2 separate regions of the Danio rerio genome follow, and region 2 is linked to region 1. The links are chromatin contacts, called in public HiCAR-type maps. All regions are on one chromosome and are shown on one strand. The core of a region is the stretch at or near the end of the contact, and the rest is flanking DNA. Distances in the headings are between cores, read along the strand shown.

What was found. HiCAR-type assays count read pairs that join an accessible place to other places.
Region 2: a HiCAR-type map of caudal fin shows a contact between it and region 1, with 6 times the contacts expected there. The contact joins two enhancer-like sites. A contact is called at or near these places in 1 of 18 Hi-C or Micro-C datasets (gastrula embryo) and 1 of 4 datasets of contacts at active chromatin or transcription factors (caudal fin).

The regions. Positions count from the first base shown.
Region 1 is chr3:54,208,566-54,213,653 of GRCz12tu, reverse strand. All of the region lies in intron 1 of baiap2a (BAR/IMD domain containing adaptor protein 2a), which reads right to left. Among named protein-coding and RNA genes, the nearest start is that of baiap2a, 16 kb to the right of the region's middle. Within about 2 kb of position 1,978, at least 3 of the 62 cell types and tissues checked have an H3K27ac peak or open chromatin away from gene starts, as enhancers often do. A contact at or near this core is called in caudal fin, where this site is marked.
Region 2 is chr3:54,313,043-54,318,130 of GRCz12tu, reverse strand. The region is part of intron 3 of baiap2a (BAR/IMD domain containing adaptor protein 2a); the gene reads right to left. Among named protein-coding and RNA genes, the nearest start is that of mir338-3, 110 kb to the left of the region's middle. Within about 2 kb of position 2,455, at least 12 of the 62 cell types and tissues checked have an H3K27ac peak or open chromatin away from gene starts, as enhancers often do. A contact at or near this core is called in caudal fin, where this site is marked.

The DNA.
Region 1 (5,088 bases), core at 729-3,228:
ATAAAATAAACATCATGTGAAAAGTAATTGAATGAAAGATTAACCTGTTTGGAAATAATTTTAAATTCATATATATATATATATATATATATATATATATATATATATATATATATATATATATATATATATATATATATATATATATATATATATATATATATATATCACTGTAATGATACAAACTATTTTAAAGAAAATTCTCAAATTATACTGATAAAATAGCTTGTTCACAACACTAGCAATCTGATCCCTGGTAAACATGCAAGTTGCTAACAGACTACAAGTCCACCATTACATAAAAGACAAGTTCCAGTCAAGCACAGCTCACACGCACCTGATCCATATTCCGCTGATGGCAAACACTCACAGTCGAAAGAACCTTATGGACAGATTACAAGGACTATATACACACACTTCATTGCTGAGTCTTGTAAACCGTTTTGTAAACATTAAGACGCATTTTCCCTGCTTTGCTGTGTTTTTGACCCTCGTCTGTTTTTTTTGTTTACGTTGCCTGCTCCCTGCATGTACCGACCAATCGCCTGTGTATTTGACTATGACTCTGGATTTGCCTGGATACATTTGTTTGCTCTGGATTGTGACCGTTGCTTGCCTGACCATTCTGTTGATTAAACCCTGTATTTGGAGTTGTCAGCATCCCCATTATCATTACAGAACTAGGGATGCATTTGGGATAATAACCGGTTTCAAGGTTTACCGCGGTTTGGAAAAGTCAAGGTTTTAAAACTGCCAGAATTTTCTGTGATACTGTTCCCAAGGTAAGTGTACAGTTTGTTTGTTTTTTTTTTTTTTTTGTTTTTTTTTAATGCTTTTTTAGTGACTATTTTATTTATTTTTTCAGGGCTTCAGTATCTCCAGCAGAAAATGACCCTCTATATCAAAATCTATTGTTTCAAAATATTGTTATTAATGTTTCTTATTTTCATTTACTCATTTAAATTTATTTTAAACTTTAATGAGTCTTCTGTGCTTTAAAAAAAAAAAAAGCCACTAACATCCATATCAGAAACAAACAAAAATAAATAAAAAATACCATGAAGTTCAATGGCTGTTTTTTCCTACATTTTTCATAATGTCTTGTTTTGTGTTTAACAGAAGAAAGAAAGATTTTGAACAACTGGAGTAGAAGGAAATGAAGGAATTGTCTATTTTAGGTAAAATACCACTTTAACACATTCAAATGTGTATTTATTTATTGTTTAATATATTGTAGGCCTCTGAAGACTACCTAAGACTTAACATTTAGCTAATAAGTTGTGAAAGACTATTTTTTAGATGCATTTGTGATGAGAAAAAAGTAGTTTCATCATCATCTTTTTGCATTCTAAAGAAGCAGTAGTCATAATGGGTGATGGCCAGATTTTCATTCGAAGTAAATTATTACTTAAAAGACCAAGACAAAATGAAAACCAGATCTAAAATGGGTCATCCATTAGCGCATTAGCCGCATAACATGAACCTTTTATGAATTATTGATGAATTGAACTAAATACATTTTCTTAATGTCAGTTTCTATCAGCGGTCTGTGTATCTCGCAGTATGGCATGACAAAAACATTTTGTTGCACATCGTTGCTAAGAAACCACCTGTCCGGATTTCCCACATGAAAGATACATCCTCACTACTTCAAAAAAAGAAGAAAAAAAGGGAAAAACTATAGCTGTGTGCACTCCTGGTGATCTTCTGATGAAATGAGTCCCTGAACAAATGAAATTCCACGCCTGTCGGCAATGATAACGCCTTCATCAAGCAGATTTATGGCAGAGTAATATGCATATTGTAACTGAAACCTTGGCTTGTTATTTCCGTTCTCCAATATTAGTCATCGAAACAAAAGATGAAAAAAAATAAAATTGTATATGGACACACCTATATGTTTCCCCTTGGATTGTGTAAACTTGGTAACCACGTTTTACATCAGTTTTAGTTGGCTATTTGGGGGAGGTGTTTTTAGAGACACTCCTATCACATTGTTTCACCTGTAGACGTGATGAGGCATGTTTCTCCTCCACCCTGATCAGCCCTGCTGGAGGAGTTTTCAATCAATCACCACACACATGCACACTCAATGTAATCTCCTCTTAGGTTGGAAATACTACTCTAGCCTATACAAATCTGGCCATAAATAATTCAGCCAAGAAGTTTTAATTTTAGTATTCTAAAACCCCATATCGGAATTTAAATATGCAAGTATGCGCTTTATGAAGATTATTATTTTATTTTTTTAAACGGTATATAAACAGATGGATAGAAAGACATAAAAAGATATATATGATGATGGAACAACAGACAGACCTATAGGACAGACAGACAGACAGACAGACAGAATGATAAACAATGATAGAATGATAGACAGAATAATATATAGAAAGAACGATGACAGAACTGATTTATAGAACAACCAACAGATAGATAGAACAACAGACAGATAGATAGAATGACAGACAGAGACAGAAGGACAGGCATAAAGATAAAATGAATGATAGACTAAACGATAGACAGATAGATAGGCATAGAACGACAGAAAAACAGATAGAAAGAATGATAGATAGAAAATGATAGATGGAAAGACCGAGGGATGGATGGATAGATGGACAGATGGATAGGATGGACAGACAGACATACAGCTAGCTAAGATGGATGGATGGAAGGCTTAGATAGATAGATAGATAGATAGATAGATAGATAGATAGATAGATAGATAGATAGATAGATAGATAGATAGATAGATAGATAGATAGATAGATAGATAGATAGATAGATAGATAGATAGATAGATAGATAGATAGATAGATAGATAGATAGATAGATAGATAGATAGAGAGATAGATAGAGAGACAGACAGAGAGACAGACAGACAGACAGACAGACAGACAGACAGACAGACAGACCAATAAATAGAACGATAGAACAATAGATAAAATGATAAAACGATATATTGAATGATTGATAGAACAAAAGATAAAAAGACAGAATGATAAATAAAGATATAACCATAGAACTACAAATAGAATGATATAATGATAGAATGTTAGACATGATAGAACAATAGATAGAAAAAAGACATCACAAAAGATAGAATGACAAAATGTATATAGCAATAGACATCCATTGAAAGAACAATAGAATGATGATATTTGAATTTGATCTTCGGAAGAAAGATGAAATGATAGAATGGATGGATAATGACAACAACAAAGCTACAGACCAAAAAAAAAAAAAAACAACAGACATGCATACAGAATAGACAGATAAATGCTAAAATGCTAAAACGATAGAAAGATAAACAGAATGACTTGCAGGCCAATAGTTTGCAAGATGATAAATCATACAACTATAAACAGAATGATTGAACAACAGAATTAAGATAAAAACAATAACAAAACCATGTTTGTACAATAAGATTTAACATCAGCAAGAATGACAGACAGAACATTAGAAAAGATGAATCAAACAAATAGATGACCGATGGAATACATGACCGAACAACAGACAAACTGATGAAAATTACCAAGCAATAAAACAACAGATCACTGAGCGATACAACACAACAGATGAAGAAAGTTGTGGTGTGGTTAGAAAATTAGCAAAGTAGCAGTTAGCGAAACTCCTCTAGCAGCTTTAATGGCCCAATTATAGACTATACTTTTTTTCGTGTACATTAAATAGAACAAACGCTTTAATCCAAGGGGATTTTTAGTGAGTGCAGAGTCAACATTTTACCTTGGAATCAAAGCCACAACCCTAAATATTCAAAAGCAACTCTCGAGCTGAAGTCTGTAACCGCCACAGACACATGAAGCCACATGCTAACATTGCATTAGCATGTATAATAATAAAGCTCTATTATTATAGAAAATTTAATCGTTTTATTTACACTTTTTCTTTATTCTCTCTCATGGGAGATTTAAGCTTGCAATTCTGAGGAATACAATGCAAAATAAATCATTAAATACAACAATTTAAAGGCACAGTATATAACATTCCCTGCTACAGGGCTAGTACTCAAAGTTCACATAGCCAAAGTTGTATGTGTAATCATGGGAGTTGTGATTTTCATTTCATGGTATGAGAATGCTGCAGAATTCTAAACTTATTAGAGCTTTTAATATGCCACAGTCTACTGCTTCCTGTGTTTCCACGAGTGATCATGTGGAGAATGTGCTCTTGGCCTGTGATTTTTAAAAACACGAAATACATTTGCACATGCTCTGTGCAGTCTAATAAAACAGGGGTTCCCGAATTTGAGTCTGTGACCCCCAAAACAACAATTCCAGTGACTCGTGACCCCCCAAAATCCTCAAAGATGGTTATAAACATACATGTGTTGTATAGAGTGGTGCACAAGCACACACTCACACACCAATAGTCCTATATAAACAAGCTTATTGACAACACAAAAAAGTGGAACAGTCTAAAAATCATGTTATTATTATTTTCTTTTGTCATTTACAGTTGCAATCTAATTTATTAGCCACCTTTTAAATTATTATCATATTTTTTTCATTTTTTAAATATTTCCTAAATGATGTTTAACATAACGAGGAAATTTTCACAGTATGTCTGATAATATTTTTTTCTTCTGGAGAAAGTGTTATTCATTTTGTTTTGGCTAGAATAAAAGCAGTTTTTAATTAAAAAATAAAAAAAAGAAAAAAGTTGATATTATTAGCCCCTTTAAGATAATCTCCGTTAAACAGAAATTGGGCAAAAAATTAAACGGGGGTTAATAATTCAGGGGGGTTAATAATTCTGATTTAATATTAACTTCATCTAATGAGACTGGTGGGCTCAATGTTTACTACACAAAACTATTATTGGTTTAATTTTGGAGACCGCCACACAGATCATCCTCTATCTTCAGTTGTGTTTTTTTTTTTTAAATGTTTATTTTTAATGTACTTGAGTGCCGCAAAGGTGTTACAGTATTTACCATGTGCTGTAAAATCAAAATAGCAACTGATGCTAATAATATTAAATATTACAACTGATAATGTGATATTAATATAAATGTAAACACTCCAGGGGTAATCCAAAAAAAAAAAGGCGTATGGCTTTTTTTCC
Region 2 (5,088 bases), core at 1,206-3,705, 100 kb before region 1:
ATCAGAAAGACTTCACTGGCTTGATTATGATTAATCAAGCTGAAACAAGCCAACATAATACGCAGACAATCAGAGGTCTGATTAAACATGCATTTAGTGCAGAATGAAGACAAACATTCAGACTCACTTAATAGTCTGCAGGCACATAGCAGGACAGCTAAACCAGCTTAACTGCTTAATCAGGCTGATCTCTTGACTGATCATGCACAAATAACCAATGCAGCACTACAAACACATACAGACACTGCGGCCCTTAATCTCATTCTACACACACATACATTTCTTTAAATAATTGACATCTGAAACTCACAAAACATGCAGGTCATCTGATTAATAAGTATATGATTAATTGCTGGCTAAACTGTTGGTATGCGTGCTAACTGTTCTGTTTTCAGAACACTTTATTTTGATGGTCCATTTGAGTATTAGTAAACTGTCTGTTTAATATCTGTTGATATTGCTCCTTCAACCGACATTTAACTGACTATAAGAAACTTCGCAAGTAATGTCAGCTTACACTAACCCTAACCCCAACCTAACAGTCTACTTATTATCTATTGAGAATTAATTGGCATGCAGATGGAATGTAACTTAAATTGATCAAGCCAACCATCAAAATAAAGTGTAACCTTTTTTCTTTCTTTCTTCCTTTCTTTCTTTTTTTCTTTCCTTCTTTCCTTCATCCTTTCGCTGGTTTATTTTGTTAGTGAGCTTATTTATTTGTTTTTGGAATGTTGCATTCAATGACTTTGATTTTTAAGATGAAACCAACTAACCAATTAACAAACAAACAAACAAAGCAAACAAACAAACAAACAAAGCAAACTAAGCACTGGAGCGTCCTCGAGCACAGAAAAGTCACTATATAAAATAAACATTAATATTATTTATTTTTTTTTATTTTCTCATAGCAAAAAAAAAAAAAAACACTGAATAATTCGACATTTGTGTAACTCACTGACACTGTAATAACTGTAATTAGTAAATAATGACTGTGAATAGTAAACTATTTACATATATAGTATGGTGCATATATAGTATGGTGGACACGAAGGGAGTTAATCAAACTGCAGTAAAGTTTATTAATAAACCCAAAGTACAAGAATTGGCAATATGACAGGAAAAGGAAAAGCTAATGACCACAAACAAACAAAGACTGAAATAAATGGGCTCAAAGACAATGAGAACAATGAGTTAACAAAGGGGCAGAGACAACCAAAAACAAATTAGGCATTAGCCTGTGTGTAACCTTTATGAAATTACATTATGTATAATAGATTGATAGATAGATCATTCAATGACTCACTTATGCAATCATTTATTTGTTTATGTATGGCTTTATTTGTTCCTCCATTGCAAAACAATTGTGTAGAAGTTCAACTACAGCATTTAAACATTACTCTCAAAACTCAAAATGCTGTACATGTTGACACAGAGCTTTCTTTACAAAAAATGAACACATCCAAATCCCCATGAATGACTGATTTCAACCCTCAGATCATTTATTCACTTTGTAAGCAGCTCTGAGCTGAAACTCTGATTCTGTTCAGCTCAGGTCAAATGAATCAAAGGAAACCAGGAGTGAAGCTGTTATCAAATTAAAAAATGTCAGCAGAATATTGTCTATACATGAAACAATGTATCTGATATGAGGCCTTTGATGTGACATACTGGTAAAGGCGTGTAGTGTTTTTGTTTTGTTTTATTTTGCTGTGAAAGCGAGTCTCATCTTGGACATTTCTGACAGGAGCTCTGTGTGTGGCGGTGTGTGTAGCCTACACACTCAGCTCTTTAAAACGCAACAGTGACGTCTGCATTCCTGTTGATGTAGTACTGACAGACCGCAAAACAGGCATGGCCACTGCAGACAGACACACTGCAACACAGATACACACACACGCATGTGCACGCACTAATATAACTCTTATTGAAAACAACCACCAGTTTAGAATTATAAATAATAATTTTAGTGTGACTTATTTTTAAGACATTTGATTTTCAAGAATGTGAACAAATGATCCTAGAAATGTTTTACATTTGAAAAATATTATTGGGGAATTAAAACTACTTTGCCACAATGATAAATGTTCTTATCTATTGAAAAAATAAAATAAAATAAGTGAATGAAAGAAGTAAAGTGACAACAACTACTACTAGTATTAATAATAATTGAATTTATTTCTTCCACACAATCTCCAAGTAGTACAGTGAATAATAGACACCTGTCAGTCAGCAGAGCAGATTCTCTTGGGAAAATCTGCGCCTGCAGTCTTGCATGTCTGTACTCGGACAGAAATATGCGTGCAAAAAAAAAAAAAAAGAAAAGAAAAACACTAGTCAAATCAAGGTCCCTGTACTTCCTGTCCCGATCTCACCTCTATATGCAAACACCAGTTCAGTACATCTGAAGAGCAGGAGTTTCGTCACCGCCTGTGAAAGAAGTGCAGGCCGCCGCAGGCAAACCTGACAGGCCCGACCAGTCTGGGAGGAGGAGGAGGACGAGTGAATCACTGACAATGGTCAAGTGTGCATCGCTGCGGGGAATCAGGAACACTCGAAACGCTGCGGCTTCCAGCCAAACCCACACTCAAGAACAAAATGGAGGACTTCGAGGATCAGCTGAACATTAATGGATCGGCTGCTTTGCAAATTACATCACTCCCCACGGTGCTGCGACTGACAATAACAAAATATCCTATGGTGCATCGCAAAGTGCTTAGTTATGTCACACTGTGTTATGGAGAGTTTCCTCATATAACAAAACCACAAATAAACACTTCATTTCTTTGTACTTGTGACTCATTATGACCTACAGTTTTGTTTTAAAGCATTTCATTTCTCAACGGATTGAATATTTGCCACGTCATTTTTATATGCAACCTTTCTATTGAGCCACAAGTCGGCAGCTGTCTGCATGATGCTAGATGACGCTGGACGCGAACATTATCTGCACAAAAGCTAAAACACTTTATGAACCTTTTGCTGACAGCGATGAATGTTTACACCTGACAACAGGTTTTGATCTCTAGTTTCATTCTATAATACTGGACTTATATTTCTACAAAGGTTTGAACTTTGAGAGTGTTTGTTTAAACAAAAGAGAAAAGTGTGAAAATGTTGATGAGAGAAGTGTATGAAGTGTGTAGTGAGGGTTTTACAGCCTTAAAACATCTTTAATAGTTTAAAAATAAAGCTGAATACTTCACGGATTTGGCCTATTGTGTGTTAGTTTTAAAATGTAACTCCCAAGAATAACGAGGGACCACTGTAATTGTGTACAAGTTAGCTAATAGACAGCCCAAAAAAGTTCACACTTGACTTTGTCTGGCAAGCAGGAGAGCGACGTTTTTACACCGCAGTGAAAATGCAGTTTCTAAGAGTTAAAAGACATATCTGAAATTGTGTTTTCGCTATCAGATAGTTATTGTTTTGTTAGCAAAAAGTTGCCAGGCAACAGAAGCACACATTTTTAAAAGGCACTGGAATAAGGAGACGCTGAAGTGTTTGGGTGGTCAATTTGACTATTTGATCACACTGAATGTGTGTTTTGGTTAAGACGAATCTCTTTTATTGGTTTATTAATGTCCACACACATTTTGTAAACTGCTTATGTTTCCTGCATGCTTTACGTTAACCATCTGTTGCGTCTTGTAATTTTTCCATAAAAAAGTAAACTTTGCTTCGTCAGTCGCGTCTTTATCATTCTCCAATCAAATGTGTTTCCGTTGAAATGATAGCAGTGTTAAAGTTGTTCTAGCAATATCACCCTCTAGTGGATGCAAAAACATTGACAGCATTTTGCTACATGTGTTGAATTACGTGATCAGCGTAATCAATCAAAATGCATTTTAAAACTGTTAAGAATATCACCTGGATTGTCCATAAAACTTATTGCAGGGCACTTTAGCTATCTGTATACACTTACTTGAATATACTATTCATCTGGATTACAACTACCATAATGCTTTATGCCAAAACACTTGCTACAGCTGTTACCAATCTGAACTGACAAACAGCTAAAAAAATCATTTACACTTAAAAAAAAAAAAAAAAAAAAAAAAAAACTCCATTCACCTGCGCACCCATTGTGGAGTCTTGTTACAGTTTATGTGCAATTCAAAGCATTTTCCTGTGTTTGCTTCTCTGCATTTAGATCTCTGGACTGTTTATTATGTTTTTGATTTTTTTATGCCTGCCCTGACCCTCGTCTGTTATCTGGATCAACCTTGGGATTTTCCCAGTTGTTGCCAGTGCTCCTGTTTACCCTTGCTTGTTTGACCACCCATTTTTATTAAAAAGCTTTGTTTGGAACTTTACCTTCATATTTGGTGCACATTTAATTAAAAAATAAATAGTTTTGATGGTCCTTTACGCACCATTTAAACTAACAAAATTTTATGTACCATTCTAGGTAAAGCATTTTACCAGTGCATGTGTTCTCTGGGATCGAACCCATGATGTTTATGCTACAACACAACACTCTACAAATCTAGCTATACACAATTCACAAATTTGAGAATTGATGAAAGCACATAATGCATTATTATTGTATTTTAGGGTAGTGACAATTAACCTAAATAAAGTTATATAAACTGAAGGACGTGTTGGTCGGCTATGTGTCCAGTTTTCATTCACACATGCAGTCATTTTAGCTGAACTGTTGTTGTTCTAGTGAACATTCATACTAATGCTACTGAACAACAAAGGAAAATCTAATCACAAATTGGTTGAAGTAACGTGTCACAGTGTTTTGACAGGTACATCCTTTTCCTGATGCTTAAAATATGCATTATTCATTGGAAAGTGTTTGTATATCATTTGTGGCACAGTGGCAGTGCATAATACATCACATCATTGGCAAGACGAATGATTATTAACATGTGAAAACGGTTTTCCACACATCATCAGATATTATTATTACCCTGTAAGGACTGGGACATATTGTCAATTATGATATTGTAGTTATTGTTTTAACAATGTATGTAAGAAATAACTATGAAGAACATGTCTTAAGAGTCCAAAAGCATTGACTCTGTAAGGAAACCTATTAAAATATAGTCGGAATGACGCTTTGAAAATATACAGCAG